Regions from separate parts of the Ovis aries genome. Here region 2 is linked to region 1. Evidence: chromatin contacts called from public Hi-C data. All regions are on one chromosome and are shown on one strand. The core of a region is the stretch at or near the end of the contact, and the rest is flanking DNA. Distances in the headings are between cores, read along the strand shown.

Region 1 (5,424 bases), core at 1,996-4,495:
TGACTTTTGATGTCCAGCCACTGTGAAAGGCCTTCCCTGTGTTTCTACTCCACCCTGCAAAGGGTGTTTGAGCATCTAGATAAACACACAAGCCTGCTGGCCTTGGCCCCACCACAAAGCCCTGCATACACAGAAGGGAAGGGAAGAGGTGAAGACTTCATGCCCCATCTGGGACAAGCACTTCAGACTTAGGGGATTCGGGCTGGCCAGGGCCTCCCTGGAAAATGAGCTAAATAAAGAATTAAAGAATGAGCTCAGACATCTTCCGAAGGCCACCCTCAAGGCCAGCGTTCTGACCTGGACACAGCCAGTCACAGGTTGGGTGGAAAGGTGGGCTGGAAGAACTTGGAAGGAACTGTCATTCTGAAACTTAAAAAAACTAAAAACAAAACAAAACAAAAAAAACAACAACCTTCGTCTAGCCCCTGTGGTGCAGGGGAGGCCAGGAGGATTATAAAGTCAGCTAAGGTTCCATCTGGTGAACGGGATGGGTCCCCATTGGGGGGTGGGTGTCCAGGAGCAGACACCCCATGTCTGAACTGTTGCCCTGTTGGCACCTGTTCTCTTCATGCCAGAGCAGAGGCAGCGAGGAGGTGGAAGCCCCACATAGCTGCCCCCAACCCTGACCTGCCCTCAACTGCCCCCTCCAGCTGCCTCAGCCTGAAGCACCACCCCCAGAAACACACCTCCCCACAACCTGCAGCCTAGGAGCAGCAGCGGTACTTCCTCGGGGTCCTCTCCTTCCTAATCAGCAATAGCAAAGGCAGTCCTGGCTCCACCCCTGACCAACAGGTTGCTTGCCTTCTCTCAGCTTATCTTTTCAATTAGAAGGTGGAAAGGATTAAATGAGAGGATGCAATCAAAGTGCTTACCGCAGCGCTCAACTCAGAGGGAGACAAATTCTAGCTATTGGCCAAAATGCTACTTACTGAGCAAGTTGTGGCACCACTCTTTGCAAATAGCACGGTAACCAGGGCAACATCTGTAGCCTCCAATTGAAACTACTTTGGAAACTAAAAGAAGGCATGGTGATGGAGACCTTTGTTAGCACTCGCTGCGCCTTTCACATGCATTATCTCATTTAATCCATGCACTCACCCCCCTCCAAAGATTGGCACTCCTTTTACAAACAAGGACACCAAGGCTTACAGAAGCTCCCAAAGTCCCCCAGCGTGTATGCAGTGGAACCAGCACTTGAGATGAGGCCCATCTGACCCCAGGGCCTGTGGTCTTAACCAACTCTACCATATTTCCAAGGACAACTGCAAAGCAAAGAGCAATAGTTGGAAAGATGACCTGACTCCAGGAAGGCAGCAAAGAAAAACCCATCAGCAGATTTCTGAGCCGGGGAACCCTTGATTCAGGCCAGCCTCTGCCCCCACATTCAATGACCATGTGACAAGAGCTCAGGGAGGCGACTCTTCCAGAACACCCCTTCTGCTGCCCACCAGTGAGCTACCTCTCTCTCTCACTCTGTCTCTCTCTGCCTGTCCCCAGCCGGCTGTGTACACAAGATCAGCAGCGCAGAGGGGTCCCTGGTGAGCCCCAACTGGCCTGACAAATACCCGAGCCGGAGGGAGTGCACCTGGAACATCTCTTCAACCGCGGGCCACAGGGTGAAACTCGTGAGTTATTTTCAAAGTCTATGAACAACACAGATTTCAGTATCAGACTGACATGGGTCTGGGTCTCTGCTCTGCCTCTTCCCAGCTCCGAAACCTGGTGATGTTAATCAACATTTCCAGGACTCAGTTTTGTGTTCCGGAAAATGGGGCTGCTAGTAAAACCTACCTCAAGTAGCCTTTGTGCAGATTCAAAAAGAGGATGTACCTGAAGCCATCAGCACAGGGTGCTGGGTGAGCAACACTGTGTAAACAGCACCTGTTCATGGTGGTGTCACTCTGAACTGGCACCCTTTACACAGACTTGAAGTGTTGCTTGTGATTCCATTGTTTGCAGTTATAACATTTTACCAAATGATACATTCTCAAGATATAAAAAAAATATAGTCAGTCAGAGGGTTGGAAAGTGAAAACCAAATTCCCAGACCCCAATGCTCACTCTAGAAATTACTTTTCTGAACATTTTTTGGTGAATTCTTCCAGAAATTTCTGTTTGTATGCACAGGAAAAAAAAATATCCTTTTCTCGCTCACATTTCTCAAAAGTACTCTATTATTCATATTCCTCTACAACTTACATTTTTCCCATTAACTAAGAGTTGGACATGGCTGAGCAACTAAGCACTTAGCACCTCACTGTTGTTAGCTAATTAACAATTGGAGATTAAGTTATATATGCTAATTCTCTCTTGCATTAAACATATATATCTTCCAAGCCTTTCTTTGAGCTTCCCTGGTGGCTCAGATGGTAAAGAGTCTGCCTGCAAGGCAGGAGACTGGGTTTGATCCTTGGGTTGGGAAGATCCCTTGGAGAAGAGAATGGCAACCCACTCCAGTATTCTCGCCTCGAGAATTCCATGAATAGAGCAGCCTGGTAGGCTACAGTCCATGGGGTTGGCAAGAATCAGACACAGCTGAGCGACTAATACACTAGTCCTATCCGTGCATATGATTGTGATAGTCTGTATACTATGCTCCGTTATTGCAAAAGAGAAATGAGTTTTTCCTACAAGTCTTGCTTCTCAGCCACCAGGGACTCCCAGATCCTGGAGTGTAAGACAAACCCTCTTGCTTTCTGGAGAAACTGTATTCCGGCAGACAAACAGTTTTTAAATGGGTCATTCTAACTCTGGAGATTGCTAAACTCTTCAGAATATACATGGATGTCCCCTTGAATTATGCTAAACTCTTCAAATATATATGGATGTCCCCTTGAAACATATGTGGATGTCCCCTTGAATTATGGACCGCTTGGATTAATATATATGAGTGTCCCCTTGAATTATGGACCATATCTCCAGGGAGAAGGAGAGAGAACATAGGAGAAGGTGATGATAGACAATCACGTGGTTACTTACGTGGGTGTTTATTGGCAAGAGCAGTGAGGAGGACAGGTGGGTGAATGTGCTCCCAAGTTGGGCGGCAGGCCCTGGTGTCTCCCTGTGCCAGGCCTGGAGCACCGGGGGTAAAGGTAGGCTCCCTGACCAAGGGTGCTCATGTGGGCACCTCCTATGCGTGGCTGTCTCTGTAGCAAGCACTTTCATTTGCTCTCCTGGGTCAGTCAGAAGCCTTGAATCTGGGCGAGGGCGAGTTAAAGCGAGGACGTTGGAGAAAGGCTGCCATCTGCTGGAGGATGTTCGTCATGGCAACAGGAATCTCTGAAGCGGCGGGGGAATGGCGGCCCCCGGGGTTGGGAACGCGCAATATGCCCTCTTGGAACCTGTGCTTCGGTGGAAGGGTCACAAGATTTCAGTAACTGCCCGCAAAGTCTTTTCCTGTTCTGTGCAGTGCTGAAGAACTAAAACAACCGACCACAGTGGCCAGAGTGAGCCCAGACCTCCAGTTTATCTGAGGCTCGTACATATGTGCTAGTTCTTAAATATTTCCTTGGGAAGTGGATAGTGGGTATTGATCACGCTCTACCGTTTTGCCGCCACAGAGTGTGAGCTGAATGCTTACCAGGAAGCTAGTGTCTGACTGCATGGGGACAGCCACAGCGCATCCCATGAACTTCGGGGAGCTCGGTGGCCCGCCATGCACCTCCCATTGCCCTGCCTGTCCTGTTACCACCGGCCTCCCTTTCCTTCTCCTGCCCACATCCCTATGCCCACTCTCTGGCCCCACCTCCCTGTCTGTAAGTGTGAAGAATCTTTCCCATTTCAAGTGTGTTTAACATCCTTACAAAAGCCAGTGGCCCTCTATTTCTCCCTGTCTACCTCCGTCCCTGACCTGTTGCCCCAGCTCCCTTCATGTGAACTGAGACCCCTTCCCAACCCCTCCTGGTAAGGTTCTCTCTCCCTCTCTGTCATTTGGTCCAGGTCTTCATTTAAAGTATCCCTTCTCACCTTGTCCCATGCCCCTGATAGCCATGGGCAGGCCATCAGCCAGTCCTCTGCCCAGAGCCTGAGAAGTCCTATGTGTGGAGCTGCAGAGCCGGGCGTACAGCCTGAAGTTATGAGGTTGCCCTGGCCTGCTTTGGGGGACAGACTGGGGGGGACAAGAAGAGAGGCAGTACAGGCTAGTTATGGTTCGAGTGTGGTCTGGAGTCAGGCTGCCTGGGAATCAAGTTCAGCCCTATCCTCTAGCTGTGTGAGCGTGGGCAGATCCCTTAACTTCCCTAAGCCTCATTTTTCCCTCTGCACACTGGGGATAATCATAGCCCTTCCCTGACAGCATCATCAGAATTAAGTAACAAAATGCAGGGGTCTGCATGGCAAAAAAACACTCAGCTCAGGCCAGCCTCTCTAGTCATGAGCACGTGGAGCAGCGTGCCCTTCATAAAGCGCCGTTCACGTCATCTGCGCTCAGGGGGCTGCACAGTGCCGTGCAGAAGTTGAGGGCAGGGGCTCCTGACCTCCTGGTCCTGGCCCAGCTCTACCAGTGGGTGACCCCTGGGCAAGTTATGCGACAGCTCTGTGCCTCAGTTTCCTCATCTGTAAAGTGGTGGTTATCACGGCAGACACCTCACAAGGGCGTGAGGACTACTGCTCACACTGAGAACAGTGCCTGGCTCAGAGGAAGCACCTTGGTCTCATGTGAAGCGAGGGAGACGCCGTGAGACCCGACAGGAGCACAGACACCTACACGCGCCGACAGTCTCTGACCCCGGCTGTCTTATCCGCCCAGGGGTCATGGTGGCAGTAGCTCACAGGGTTGCTCTGGAGACCAAAAGAGGCCAGGTGGTGGCCCTCACCACAAGCGTGGCCATCATCACGATGGGCGCCACGCCCCCCGCACAGCTGGCTGGGCAGACGCGTGTCCTTGTGTCCCCAGAGAGGGGGCCTGCACCCACCCCGGCTGAAAGGACCTGGCCTCACTCGCTGTTCTTTCACCCCCAGACGTTTAATGAATTCGAGATCGAGCAGCACCAGGAATGTGCCTACGACCACCTGGAACTGTACGACGGGCCTGACAGCCAGGCCCCTGTCCTCGGCCGTTTCTGCGGCAGCAAGAAGCCGGACCCCGTGGTGGCCTCGGGCAGCAGCCTGTTCCTCCGGTTTTATTCGGACGCCTCGGTGCAGAGGAGAGGATTCCAGGCTGTGCACAGCACAGGTGCGTGGGCTGGGGCCCTGGCCTTCAGCTAATCCCCATGTGGACCCGAGATAGATGAGTGATGAAGGCAGGGAAAGGACCACCTTTAATTCTGATTATTGTGGGGACGGGATTTGTGCAATGATGTGTCCCTTTTAAAATGAAACATGAACAGCCATGGGGGAGGGTTGTTTTACTGTTTCGACAACCTATTAAGTGAGCAACATTTTTGGTGCCAAACTTCTTACATCTCTTCCTTTCTTCCTCCTGCC
Region 2 (5,424 bases), core at 1,480-3,979, 130 kb before region 1:
TGTAATGTTGGCATGAAGATGCAGCCTGTGTAGTTACGAAGTTGTGCCCGGCAAAGACGTGGAGCAGCAAGGCCCTATTAGGATGAATGCAAGATGTTTAATGCAGTGTGAGTAGACATAATAGAGATGGCAAGAGGTCAAGGCTGAAAGACATATGTAAGGACAGCCTGATGGTGGATGGAGGGCCTGATGTGCCCCCCTTAAACGGGCTTAGGTAGGGATCTCAGCCACAGAACGTTTTAAACAGCTTCTGAAAATCCTAACAGTATGAAATAGTTTAAAAACTTAGTACTGTCTCAGTGGTCAGTTCATGGAAACCAAGAAATAAACCGCAAAAGAGAGTGCCCTCTTTACCCTGAAAGGTCTGCTCCCCACCTTGGAGAAGGTTGTGTGTGGTAACCTGGAAAGGCATCTAGAGGAAAAAGGGACCTCTGCGGAGTAGTTATGGAAAACTTGGTAGGGATGGAGGCGTTTTGAGAGCTGCTGCAAGAGAGCTGTGGAACTTGGCATAGGGCGTAGCAGCCAAGCGTTGGGTGGATGACAGACATCTGACTGAAAAGGGACAGTTGTATGGACTTGCGATTATGAGCTGTGGAGGAGGAAACCCACAAATAACTAATGAAACTGGGTTGAGTGGCTTTAGATCCCAGAGCCTTTTATTCCAAATCTATCTCATTTTTTAATGGAAATTAAAAAATACATTTATAAAATTATTTGAGCACCGATTAGAGTTTAAAATATAAAAGTGGTAAGTGAAATCAGAAAACATGAAGCTGAGAAAAAATATTAACCATTGCTTTCAACTGTTTCTAACTTTTCTGTACTGTGACTCAAGTAGTTCATTCACACTTGTTTGATAGCCTTTAAGATAGTATTCAGACATGGCATCTGACATAAAGATGCAGTCTGCTCATCCTAGAGCACGACTGTCATCAAAATATTTGGGCAAAGAATGTTGGTGAGAAGCCTGGCAGTTACTCACGAGGTGGGGATTAGAGGCAATAAAAGCTCACAACCTCAGTGCTTGCACAAGAGGTCGCCTGTAATGTCTATTTTCCGGAGGAATTCCCTGCTAATGAGGCCAGTTGGCTGTTCGCCTAGTGCCATCTGGAGACCTGGAAGTGTCACAGAAGTTTGTTAGGCCTTTGAGATGTTGACGTCGTGGACTTGTCTACTGACAGGTGGTGACCTTCACTGGGTTAAATGCAGAGACCTATGGCGTTGGGTTTGACTCCTTCCAGCGTTCAGGCAGAAATGACGTTCAACTCCTTCCCATACTTATTTAAATGGCCACTTGGTCCTCCCTGCCATTTGGTGGCATCCATTCCCCTCCTGCTGCCAGCCTGCCCCAGATTACTCCCTCCCCTCTGTCAGTTCTTGCCCAGTCTGGCTCCATCCTATATATATATGCCCATTTGATGAAGGCTCAGCATGAAGCAGGGTCAACTTAATTTCTAAGGGCCAAGACAAAACATCCAGTAGTTAAACCTTTACTGGATTTTAGGGCTTGTCAGCCTACTTATTAGATGATCATAATGCAAGAAATTCAGAATCCTGTGCAAAGCCCAGCTCTGGGCTCCCTGTCTGCTGTTTTATCGTTGGTGACTATGAAACCATGTGGAAATCCCAAAGGAAATCTTGTTCCTTTTTTCTGCTCGCAGTTTAAATGGAAAAAAGATTCTACTGGGTGTGATGCTGACTACACATTGATGTATTTTACTTCTTAATGGGGCAATTTTGCTTTTGTAGAAAGGTCTTTGAAAAGCCTCTTGGTAATAGCATTTTTATGTCTATAAATCAAATTGGCTCAATTCTAACAATTTTTACATTTAAGGTACAGCATAGGAGGGGGTTTCAAATATCTCTTGATTATTCTCTTACACTATTTGGGCATATGTTTTTAATTAGCAAAAAATTAACCAGACTTCAGAAATTGGTTGTTTTTATTTCATCAAGTTAATGGTGAATGGCTTATTTAATAAAACATGCCTGTAATTTAACACAAATAGTAGGTATAGCTGTTCGTTTGTCAGTCTTGCCTGTATGAAGCGTCTTGCACTGTTTTCCTAAAGGATAGGGTCACGTAGAGGGGAAATCCGTCATTTTAAATCATTATTTTCTAAGCCACTCAATATCACCAGCCATACGTTAGGTTAGGTGGTTACTGCAGCAAGCGCCGGTCACGGCTGGACGAGGGAATGTGGAGAAAGCTGAGAGGATCGTAATCGTCGGTTTTTTCATGCGCCAAAAGCGACCCAAAGAGAAGATTGGCTTCATCCCTACAAGGAAATGATTCTCCGAAAAGCACATAGCGAGCTGGTGGTAATGGGGATCGCTCGCATTAGGTTTGCGGACCGGCGCTCACAGCTCCAGCCACTGCCTCCTGTCTTCTCCCACGTGTGCACCGGGGAGTTGTGAAGTGAATTTTGAGAATAAAGCAAGGCGGGAAGTCCAGCCTTGATCTTCAGGAGCAGCGTTGAAGGGAGGGTGGGCCAGAGGCGCTGTAACACCCAGAAAAGGGCGCCCTTTGCTCGGTGGGAGCTCGGCAGGCCCCGGGTCCTTGCCTTCAGCTTCTGCACCTCGCTCCCCTTCCTCCGAAGTTGCGGAGGTGCCGGGAAGAGGAGGGGCCTCGCTTCGGGCGCCCGAGTGATTGGCTGCCCGGGGCCCCTGGCGAAGGCTGTGCGGTCCAGCCCGGGTGGAGAGGGGCGGAGCGGCCACTGTTCCAACCACTGCCACAGTCGCAGCCGCCGCAGCCTCGGCCGGCGAGCAAGTAGCTCCGAGCAGCGGCTTCCCAGGCGCGCGGACGCGGACCGGGACGCCGCGCTCTGGGGGTTCCGCGCCGGAGCCATGCCCGGCAGGCGCGCGTAATTGCCGTGCCGGCTTGCCGCCGACCCGACTCTACGCGGTCGCTCGCCCAAGAGTCCAGCTTTCGGTGCACTCAACTCCCTCGGTCTTGCCGGCCGCTCGCAACCATGCCCCGTGTGACTGCGCTCGGGGCCCTTGTGCCATTGCTGCTGCCTCTCCTGGTACTGCTGCTGCCGCTGCCCCGCGACGCCGGGGGGCTCGGGGAGCGCTCGGACGCCGCTTGGGACTCCTCGGCGCTGGAAGGCGAGGAGAGCGCGGAGCAGCAGCTGGAGCATTACCATGACCCGTGCAAAGCCGGTAGGTGCCGCCGCCGGGGAAGTCCGGCAGAAGTTTGCCTTTGAAATGCAAACGAGGTAGTGGGCAAGCCAGCGCGGCAGTCTTTTGGGGGCGGGTCACCCTTCCCCTCCGCTGAGATCCCCCGGACTCCCCGGGAAAACAATGCCCCAGAGGGACTGCTTAAATACCTCTCCGGCTGGGACGTCCTGGCCCCTAGTGTGCGGCGCACACCGAGTGGCGGCCGCGGGAATGTTCCCAAAGTGTCCGAGGCCGAGAGGGCGCCCAGGGGCTGGGGCGGGCCCCCGGGTCGCCTGACAGCCAGGTGGTCAGCACGGGCCACCGCCGGACGCGCTGAGCCGGAGCAGAGGGGCGGGAACCGGGCTGGGCGCGGCGTTCCCAGGTTTAGACGGAGTCTCTGGTTCCGATTTCATGGCGTTTGTAAGTTTCACGCAAAGTTTCCCAAGATCTTGTGGTTACTCTTGGGAAGAGAGTTTAAAAAGGGAAAGCTTCACTGCGGGCAAAAGGAAAGCGGTAGCCGATGGAGAATGAACATGACTCGAGTTGCTGCAGACTTTCGCGTAGCCTGCTCTGTGGTCGCGGCTGGGGGTCGTGCTGGGCGGGCAGAGATGGAAGCCGTCAGGTGCTCTAATCCGGACAGGAAGCCGCGCCCCGGGACGCGCGGGTGTTTCTGGCGCTAATCGCGGCCCGGGCGCTGCAGCTCCAGTTCCCACTAGGGGCTCGTGTGTCCCAAGGGTAGCAGCTTCAGCCGCTGCAAAACCCGAGCGCATGTTCCAAAGAAAGCCGTGGGTCTGGGGCAGTTCCCAGCTGGAACCGTGCTCACACTCCCCAAGGGGTGCTCACACTCCCGAGAGGATTGGTCTGAAGCCCGCCGAGCAGCTCCTGGCCCGGGGACGCGGGTAGAGGTGTTTATGTCTGGGCAGGGTCCGGCTGGTTCTGTGGGCGGCCCTCTGAGACGAGCGGACAGAAGGAAGCTCGCATCCTCCATGCGCAGAAGGGCAAGGTGTTTTACTTCTGTTGAATGAGGGCGTGCCGTGGGCCAGTGTGGGCCCCGTTCCTCACTCCCTGGAGAGGCTCTGTCTCCCCTCTAGTAGGCTCAGTTTTCTCTTCTGCACTGGGGAGGTAATTGTCGGAGGTCTCAGATAATTTATGGGGAAATTCTGTGCGCATGGAATAGTGATGAAGACACGGCTTGTGTTGCTGCTGCAGCCAGTGTAGTCTAGGCTCTGGTTGGCAGGTCAGAAGTCTTGAAATCTAGGGCAGACCGGGTTACTCCGAGGCCAGAGAACCCAGGAGAGCGTCTAAGACTTGAGAATCTTGCGGAGGGTGCCGGTCAAACCAGGCTTGAGGGCCTGGTCTTACCCTGAAGGAAGATTTCTCCAGAATAACAGTCCACTGCTGTACCTTGTGGGGTTTCTGAGTTAGGAAGGAGGACAAAGAGTTGATCCCTGGGTAATTTGAGAGAATATCCACAGGTAGCGTGTCCTGACTGAGGTGTCTCGGTTCCTCACTGGACCTAGGTCCCAACCAGGCCTGAAGAGCCTCTGGAGCAATGAATGGTGGCCTTGCCTGAGAAGAAGGACACTGAGGATACCAAACTGGGATGGGGGCTACATGGAGTAGATCTGCCATCGGCCACCACCTGCACCTGTCAGAGCCTGGATTTTACTGGATGTGAACCAGGGGCCTGTGGGAGGCAGAGTGGGCCTGGACGGGGGTAGCAGTCAGTGTATTTGGCACCTCTAGGACGCTGAGTGCTCATCTGGGCCCTGTGAATCTGGGTGAAAGAGATATAGGTCTTGTCTGGGAGCTCTCCAGCTGCTGGTCTCAGCTTTGTGCAATAACACTAAGGCAGCCTGGGGCCTCGTTTTTCTCCAGTAATTTTGGAGAAATTGCTAGATAACCAGGGCTGGCATGTTCTGCGACTCTTCCCAGATGGGACGGGACGGGACGGGACGGGACGGGATGGGATGGGATGGGATGGGATGGGATGGGCGGGCAGGGCTGGGAAAGTAGGTGTGGGGTTTCAGCCAGCTCTGAGCATCCTCCACAGTCATCCTCCATCCTCCCAACCCCCTGACCTCTCCCTCATCCATGCCAATGCTAAGAGTGTCCAGAAGAGGGCGATGGCAAGAGAGACATCAATAGGCTCAGGCTTCTGGAAATTCCCTGAGCAAAGGAACAGCCTTCTAAGGACAATAAGCAGTTCACCAAGGACTGGCATCTCAGTGAAAGGACGTGCCTCTCGGCTTGCGAAGAGCACTG

What was found. A called contact is a pair of places that touch in the nucleus more often than the background predicts.
Region 2: a contact with region 1 is called in a Hi-C map of hypothalamus, with 4 times the contacts expected there. The contact joins the promoter of TLL2 here to the enhancer-like site in region 1. A contact is called at or near these places in 6 of 16 Hi-C or Micro-C datasets (hypothalamus, liver, mixed tissues and 2 more).

What each region holds. Positions count from the first base shown.
Region 1 is chr22:17,532,727-17,538,150 of ARS-UI_Ramb_v3.0, reverse strand. It overlaps TLL2 (tolloid like 2), which reads left to right. Exons shown (of 21, transcript XM_042238664.1): 18 at 1,498-1,625; 19 at 4,960-5,173. Among named protein-coding and RNA genes, the nearest start is that of OPALIN, 14 kb to the right of the region's middle. Within about 2 kb of position 3,245, at least 2 of the 54 cell types and tissues checked have an H3K27ac peak or open chromatin away from gene starts, as enhancers often do. A contact at or near this core is called in hypothalamus, where this site is marked.
Region 2 is chr22:17,665,883-17,671,306 of ARS-UI_Ramb_v3.0, reverse strand. It overlaps TLL2 (tolloid like 2), which reads left to right and starts at 2,729. Exons shown (of 21, transcript XM_042238664.1): 1 at 2,729-3,162. The coding sequence starts at 2,973.